3 separate regions of the Mus musculus genome follow, and regions 1 and 2 are each linked to region 3. The links are chromatin contacts, called in public promoter capture Hi-C maps. All regions are on one chromosome and are shown on one strand. Each heading gives the region's core, a stretch centred on a gene start, on an enhancer-like site or on the middle of the called end of the contact. The rest is flanking DNA. Distances are from core to core; before and after follow the strand shown. Region 1 holds the start of Rhox11-ps2 (reproductive homeobox 11, pseudogene 2). Region 2 holds the start of C1galt1c1 (C1GALT1-specific chaperone 1). Region 3 holds the start of Tmem255a (transmembrane protein 255A).

Region 1 (2,700 bases), core at 168-2,667, 310 kb after region 3:
AACACTGAGCTTCATCTATGTTAAATATTCAGGGCCTACTGTGGCAGGATACCTGGGCTTTAGTGGGGTTTTATTGTCCTGGCTGTTAACTTTGTCCTTGCACTGGAGTCTAGACATCTGGGGTTGGGATGATTTTAGGTCTAAGTGCAGGTATCTAGTTTTGTGTCTGGTGGGTGACTGTTTTGTTCCTTCACTTGTGCTCCTTCCCTGGACTTTAGAAAAGTGTGCTGGCAGGCAGGAAATTTTTTTGTGGCCCTTTTTCCCTGGCCTCCTCAGCTGGTGTGTTCCCAGGGAAGGCCCGTGGGTGCTAGAGGCTGGGATAATGGGATGAGTTGCGGGGAGGGGAGCGTGGAGGTTGGAGGTGATCTTTGTGCTCCACTCAGGATGGGGTCAGAGAGGAAGGGAGACAGCAGCAGGTGTTCTCTGCCACATAGCTGGGGATGAGACTGGGGATTGGTCCTGGAGGAGCAGAAGGAGGAGTCAAAAATCAACAGACTGGCAAGAACAGCCCTGGCAGGAACAGCCCTCCGATTAGGTTTTTCTACTCAGAACAACAACAAAAAGTATCTTTTATGTAGAGTTATACATTTTTTGTTGCAATGTTCGAATTCAATCACAAAGTCCTCTCAACCACGCCAGGCAAGTGCTCTCGGACACAAGGTCTTTTATTGTGTGCACGTCTTTAACATGAGTCTGAAGGGTTCTATATTTGTAGATTGGTGGTAGAGGGTTTGCTGAGCATGTGCTGAACTCCAGCACTAAAAAAAAACCAAAAACCAAAAAACAGGAGGAGGAGGATTCTAGTGAGCTCTGAATTTTGAAGGCTGGGCTCCGTGCAGTGTCTGCATTTTGTGCATTTTGGATTGCCATCACCGCTGGGTAAAATGTTACATATGGATTCTGGAGAAGATTCGAAAAATGAAAATGCTGGCCCAGTGGGAAAGCTGGATGGGTAAAAAGTGCTTGTGACTGAGCCTGACAACCTGAGTTTAATCCCTGGGACCCACGTGGTAGAGGGAGAAAACAGATTCATCCAAATTGTCCTCTGACCTCCACATGTCATACAGACACACACACACACATACACACAGAAATAAAAATACAATAATTTTAATCTTTTCAAAGTTAGATTTTTCAAGATGACCATGGGGACAACCGGACTCACTAGCAAGTAAGCTTTCGCGTCAAGCTTTCTACCCTCATCAGATCTGGAGACCAAGGAACTGCTCAGGTACAACTTGTAGCTCAAATGTGTCCAAAAGGTACCATTCTGCTCCAAGCTGCCCATTTGCCACACCTCACTCTTTTCTTCCCGCCAACGCGGAGCTCCACCCCCAGCCGTTAGCCTAGAGCCAATGAGTTACGTTAAATAATCTAGCACGCCATTGCTTAGAACATTCGAAACGGCTTACTTCCACACTCGGAGACTCAAAGCCTCCTGAACTCCAGGGTCCAGTGACTTCGGCAGAGCTCCACCCATGGCATATAAGAAATACTACTTCGATGTTGACAAGTACGGTGTGGACTTTTATGAAGAAGAAGTAGCATCTGAAATCCAGCAACGGAGGTTAGCAACAACAGATGATAGCCACACTGAAGAAGTTGTAGGAATCCTGAAGGGACTGAGCTACATAAACGCTGTGTTGGACCACAACTACAACCGTCCAATGAAGAGCGACACCTGTAGGAAACCCCTTGAGCCTGCACAAGAAGAGGAGGAGGAGGAGCCTGTTTTTCGAAAGCCAACCAAGTATTGCCGAAAGCAGTACAAGTTCACTCCTGAACAACTACTTGAACTAGACAGAATTTTTGAAGAAACTCAATGCCCCGATACACTCCAAAGGTATGTATGTGACTTACTTAGCAGCTCTTTTAGGGCTTTAGGTTCTGTTCCTCCTTCCTGACTCTCCTTAGTTATTTTATTTGTGTCCTAAAGACCAAACCTAGAGCTCCAGCCACAGACAGGTTCTGTACATGAGCGATGTATGCTGCCTGAACTGTACTCTAGCCCAGCCAGTTTTTAAATGGCTGATGCTTCTGCCTCAGCCTCCTCAAGCAGCTGAAATTTCAGTTGTGCCTGCTGGTCTTGACTCTCTTCCCTACTGGTGGGAGTGGGCAGGATACCTTGTGGGAACCAAAGTCAAAGATTTTTTTGTGTAAAAAGCATTTTTGTGTGTAAAGCAAGTTTACAAAATGATCATTGGTCACTTGCTTTGTTTGCTTTAACTTTAGAATAGTCCTAAAACATAAAAACCTAACACTCTTGGTCTAAATGTTTCTAATTCTGAATTCAGCATCATGGAGTATTTTCAAGTTGCTTTGGGAAATCAGAAAACTCCTTGTGTTGACAAACCAAAATCCTGTGTCCCCTTTAAATATCTTCCATTTCTTCCCCTGATCCCCAACTACCTCTATTCTAAAATTTCATTCTCTAAATCTGACTTATTTGGATACTTCACATGAGGGACCACTTAAAGAGATGTTTGACCCATAATCTACCCTTTTCTTGGCTTTTGATTATGTTTCACTTAGGCTAATGTCCTCAAGGTCCATCGTGATGCTCAAGCATGGAGCAGAATTTCTGCTTTCCCAAGGCCAAATAATGTTCTTAAGGCACCTTTGCATAGAAAATGTGTGTTTTTCTTTTATCACCCTCTGTGGAAGGAGATCTGGGTGGGTTGTTGTGCATGATTAGACAGA
Region 2 (2,700 bases), core at 135-2,634, 380 kb before region 3:
ACTGGGAATGTGTTTAGCTCAAACACAAACATGCCACCCCCCAAAAAAAGAAAAGCAAGGTTTGTCAGGAATATGACACCCCGATTAAGATACTACTGCCAGAATAGTAATTTCTTGCAATCTAGATGTCATTACAAGACTTCCTGAACTTTCCATTGTACTTAAGGCATTGCCAGTCACCACTCAAATGTATGAGTTTCCAGGAATTCAGGCCCAAGTCACTTCTCGGTGTTCCCCGAACCAAATCTAGTGACAGAACCTTTTGAATAGCTATAAGGCTGGCCTTTAACTGCTAGTCCTTCTACCTTGGCCTCCCTAGTGTTGGCATTACAAGTGTGACCGAATAGCACCAGCTACAAAAGAGCACTTCAAGAGACTAGGTATGCCGGCTAGTGGTGGTGCATGCCTTTAACCCCAGCACTTTGGAGGCAGAGGCAGGTGGATTTCCGAGTTTGAGGCCAGCCTGGTCTACAGAATAATAATTTCTGTTAATAATAATAATAATAATGTGAGTTCCAGGACAGCCAGGGCTATACAGAGAAATCCTGTCTCGAAAAAACAAAAAACAAAACAAACAAAAAAAATGAGACTAGGTATTTATTGGGGGGTTCTGTAGTCCTACTTTGACCTGGAGTCTACACTCAACTCTGCATTTGACTTATTGGCTAGCCCTTTGAAAGCACCCCTTATCCTGTACTGGGCTTGGTTCTCCATCTGTATTTCTAACACTCATTAACTCCTCAAATATTTGCTTATTGCATCCTGGCACTATCTGCTAGCAATACAGGGTGGAATACACAGAACCAACATTTACTGAATGCTTACTTTACACTTCACCTTTTGCTAGGGGAGTTATGTACACTAACTGATAACCTGTGAGATATTTTCCAAACACAACAAAGGAAGGAACAGAGGCAGCGTGAAAATGAAGTCACTTCTCCAGGATAGCAAAGCACTTGGCTGAAGGATCACTTCTAGGCTATGTGGCTTCGAAACCTACCACCCGTGTAACCACAGCCAATTCTTGCTCCCCAAAGCGATGACAATTTCAATGACTTGCATTTTGGTTCCAGGCCAGGAATACTGGGAGGAATTACCTTCTTGTCACCACAAGGGTACCAACACATTAGAGTAGGTTAGAGGAATGATCTAGAAATCTACATCAGGTAAGCAGCAGCTCTCTTCCGCACTCCGGCAGTTTCCACGCCCGTAGGCAGACCGAGGAAGGGAGCGTGGGCGGGCCTTAAAACACGCACGCCCCTCGGGGCATCCCATTGGGTACAGCTGAGCATGTCGGGGCGGGCCCTTTCCGAGTCTCACGGAGCCCGCCCCCCACGCCGTTCCCAGCTCTCGCCCCGCCCCACCCCGCCCCGCCCCGCCCCCACCCTCGTCAGCTTCCTCTGTTGCTCCGTCATTAATGACACCAACGAGAGGATACCGCCTGCGTCTAGAGCAGCCTGGTTCCGAGCGTAACAGAGTGGGCCTTGGACCTCTCACGTCCAAGCCTCGTGAGGCAGCGCTTTCCTGCCCTGGAGCCGTTCTAGATGCGGTGAGTGCCAAAACCTCGGCCCCCACTTCAAGCACAACCCAGAGCTACTGCTTCCCTCCCTCCCCTGGGAAGGCCAGGGCCCTAGCCTGGGCCCTAGCCCGTTCCCAGCATGCTCCACTAGGGATGCCTTGGCAGGTGCGGCGGGAGGACCCAGCGGGAGTGGGGAAAGCAGCCTTCCGAGAGCTTCTCCCTTGGCCCTTCAGTGGGACACTGATATCCATCCTGGTACCCAGTCTCCATTTTGATCTCCATCCACTTTCTCCTTCTAAAAACAGAAAAAGAAAGAAAGTTTGTCGCAAAAACATACTTTCTGCTTTCTCTTGTGTGTGCGTTTTAAGTTCCCTCCTCTGTACAAAAATATCCCATCGTGCGGATTGTTGGTGTTACTTTTTTTTTTTTAATTCCTCAGCGGAGAAAAAAAAATGTTAGGATAATTTGTACAAATAATTTTGTGTAGAATTAGTAGACGTTTTGAGTTTTAATAGTATTTTTGCCGTTAGGAGGAAAAATTCTGGAAATTTTTGACACAAAATCATATGAAGGTACTTGTCTGGATTGTTGAGTATTGGCCAGAAATAATGATCATGTGATAAGAACTGCAATTATAACAAGTAATATAAAGGTGAACTTTACAATGCTGTTTTGAGGCATAGCTTTTCTGTTCTTTCTCCTTTCCTATGGGAAGTGTTTATTGACCAAGTTCTCTGGATTACAGAGGGAAACTACCATCTTGCCTTCCCCCACCCACTTCCCCACACACTCTTAGAAACTGCACCTGTCCTTCAAACAGCTGTCTTTGTGGTAAAAGTCAAAGTTCATTTCTTTTATAAGAAAACAATAGGAGCCAGAAGTGTTGCCACACACAAGTAATACCAGCACATGGACAAATGAAACGAGAGGATCACAAGTTCAAGATCAGCTGGAGATACATAGTGAAACCCTATCTCACATCTTAGAAAAGGGGACAGGAAGGGGGGAGACAGGGTCAGTGTAGTATCCTTGTAGCATTATGGGAAAATTTGGTGCAAGCATCAATTATGTTTACTAGATCCACATGTCGCGTTTATAGGTCACTTCTACCACTGATAGCCTTTGTGACTTTAGATCAGCTATTTAACCTTTATGGTTCTCCATTTCCCCATTTAAAAGAA
Region 3 (2,700 bases), core at 100-2,599:
CGCGCGCCGCTCCCGGGTGCGCACATGTATGAACATGTGTGTTTGTCGAGATGAGAGGTAGATGTCAGGGGTGGTCCTTAACCACTCTCTCCACCTTATTTTGTGAGACAGCATCTCCGCATTGGACCTGGAACTGGCCAGCACCCCTGGGGAATCCTCCTGTGTTTGCCTCCCCAAGGCTGGGATTACAAATAAGTGCTGTTGCACCTGATTTTTCACTTGGGTGCAGGGGCATGGGACTCAGACCTCGGGCTTGCCAAACAGATGCTTTGTATATTGACCCCCTCCCCCTAGCCTGTCTGGACAATTTTACACTTAGCTTGGATTGAGTTGTGGAAGCAGGGCTGGAGAGATGTCTCAGCCCTTAAAGGCTAGGCCTTCACAACCTAAATTAGGAGTTGTGCAAGCAGGGCCACAGAGCCTGCCTCCTTAGCAAGAGCATTTGATATCCAGGTTTGCATCTCACCTCTGTAATTTAGTAGCTGCAAAGGCATGGAGAGTTTCAACTGATACTCAGTTTCTTCATCTGCAAAATGGGTCTATGGATCATTCCTTTTTCTCCCTTACACGGCTGCTATGGTCTAAAAAAGCCTATCTTGATATAAAATCTCCTGGAACAAAAATACAAACTGGGGTACTGATAGAGTGTCATGTTTTCTTTAGCTGAACCTCCTTATAACTCTTGGGGGGGGTTGTTGCTTTTCAAATTATCAGTTGTGATGAATAAGGCTGTGTTCTCTGTCTCTAACTGTATAATTTTATACACTCCGGTCACATCCCTTCTCAGCCTTCATCGTTCTAGACTAAAGAGTGCGCATTTGTTTAATCTATCTTCATAAGGCATTCTGCCCCCCCTCCAACCACTACCATCCTTTTGATTATAGAGTGGCCCTTTTCTGGACTGTCTCCAGCTCCATTATGTTATTCTGGAAGCTGTAAGATCAGACCTGAACAAGTGTGTGTGTGTGTGTGTGTGTGTGTGTGTGTGTGTGTGTGTGCCTGTCTGTCTGTGTCACTGTGTGCATTCTCCAGCTCCGAACCTCTAACTCTGTCCCCCTCCCCAATTATGAATCTTGTAAAAGAAAAGATGATCGCCCAAGACCTTCTGTTCAAACTGGGAGAAGGCCCCTTGGCCTCAGGCTGAAGCCTCCTTTTTCTCTCTGCGCAGCTTTGGCCCCAAGGGGCGAAACGGTCTCCCTGTCTGGCAGGCTGGGAGGTGGATAACTAGGATGGGGAGGCCGAGGGGGGAGGAAGAAAGGGGGGGTCTTGCGCAAGCGCACGCTGCTGCATGGACGCCAATGCTGCTGCCTCCCGGAGCAGAGGGAGGCAGAAGAGGAGGGAGGGAGAAGAGGGGGAGGGAGGGGGAGGCGGCACTTGGGCTGCAGCTCTCAACCCGAGGCAGTCAGTCCCTCTCAGCGCTAGGGAAGACCGAGAGAGGCAGCGGCAGAGTAGGATGCTCTGCGGGGCGCCCTGAGCCAGGGGCTCTTGAAGCAGCTTCGGGGACAGGGGCAACTGGACAGCTTTCACCATGCATCAGTCCCTGACTCAGCAGCGGTCCAGCGACATGTCCCTTCCCGATTCCATGGGTAAGTCCTGTCCTCTGGGAGGCAGCAGTAAGGGGGTAAGTGCGTTGTCCCCAGGACAGCCAGCTCCTGCCTGCCCCAGTGCCAGCCAGAGAGAGGGCAACCGGGATGGGGGTCCACAAACTCGAGTATCTGGAAGGTGGACCAGAGCCCCAAGGGAGCGGCCCAGCTGTGACAAGTGTGACGCGCTTGAGATTGGAGCGCCAAGCTAGGGTTGGAGTAGCCTTACCTAGCCCGGAGTGCATGTGAGTGTGTGTGTGTGTGTGTGTGTGTGTGTGTGTGTGTGTGTGTGTACAGACTTGCAGCTGTGGTAAATCTCAGCTGTCTGGGCATCAAAACACTTCCTCCAAACCTGTGCCTTTGCTTTCGATTCGACGCTCCTTCTTTGCAAAGTCCACATCACTTCTAAGATCACGACTAATGATAATTAGAAGAAGCAGGATCTTACCCCCCCCCAACACTCACACACACACACACACACACACACACACACACACACACACACACTCACTCACTCTAGGTGATATCTTGAAATTCAGACCTGCAGTGGTCCGGGAGCTGATTTACACTTCGCAGACCCGGTGTGTGGGGTGGGGTGGTGGTGGTGGGGTGCTACTCAAGGGAATGGGGGTAGAAGAAAGGGTATGCTGGCAGGACGGGAAATCCTGGGGAATCACTCAAGACAGCACAGCCTGGACATACGTAGCAGAATGATCAGTCCTTGAATTTGATTTCTATTCTACTCCAAACGCAGAGAGAGAGAGAGAGAGAGAGAGAGAGAGAGAGAGAGAGAGAGAGAGAGAGAGAGAGAGAGAGAGAGAGAGAGAGAGAGGTGGGGGGTGGTGGTGGTGAGAGCACTAGAAAAATAGGATCCAGCGCAAGCCCGCGCATCTTCTGAAGTCGCGCTTTCCTCTTCAGCGGAATGAAGGGGGAGGGGCACCTTTCAACACCTTCCTAAAATCTAGAGGTCCGCTACCGTCTTGCACCAACTTGGAGGCCCCTCGAGGGTGCTTTTCGGTAGCTACAAACGAATTTTAAGAAATAAAAAACAAAACGAAACAAAACAAAACAATTGCCTTTCGCTGTTAGGCACCTTCCTAAGTCTTCGCTGGGAGAA

Evidence for each region. Promoter capture Hi-C pulls out the DNA fragments that hold promoters and counts their contacts.
Region 1: a contact with region 3 is called in a promoter capture Hi-C map of stem cell-derived epiblast-like cells, with 5 times the contacts expected there. The contact joins the promoter of Rhox11-ps2 here to the promoter of Tmem255a in region 3. A contact is called at or near these places in 1 of 39 promoter capture datasets (stem cell-derived epiblast-like cells) and 1 of 9 other capture datasets (pancreatic islet).
Region 2: a promoter capture Hi-C map of pre-B cells shows a contact between it and region 3. The contact joins the promoter of C1galt1c1 here to the promoter of Tmem255a in region 3. A contact is called at or near these places in 9 of 39 promoter capture datasets (the 3T3-L1 cell line, the C10 cell line, cranial neural crest and 5 more), 1 of 484 Hi-C or Micro-C datasets (embryonic stem cells) and 3 of 115 datasets of contacts at active chromatin or transcription factors (the 230-238 cell line, astrocytes and embryonic stem cells).

Annotation. Positions count from the first base shown.
Region 1 is chrX:37,944,381-37,947,080 of GRCm38.p6, reverse strand. It overlaps Rhox11-ps2 (reproductive homeobox 11, pseudogene 2), which reads left to right and starts at 1,417. Exons shown (of 3, transcript NR_164362.1): 1 at 1,417-1,843.
Region 2 is chrX:38,633,827-38,636,526 of GRCm38.p6, reverse strand. It overlaps C1galt1c1 (C1GALT1-specific chaperone 1), which reads left to right and starts at 1,384. Exons shown (of 2, transcript NM_021550.3): 1 at 1,384-1,549. Gm52440 (a long non-coding RNA gene) reads right to left here and starts at 1,239. Exons shown (of 2, transcript XR_003953098.1): 1 at 1,098-1,239.
Region 3 is chrX:38,251,130-38,253,829 of GRCm38.p6, reverse strand. It overlaps Tmem255a (transmembrane protein 255A), which reads left to right and starts at 1,349. Exons shown (of 10, transcript NM_172930.4): 1 at 1,349-1,586. The coding sequence starts at 1,529.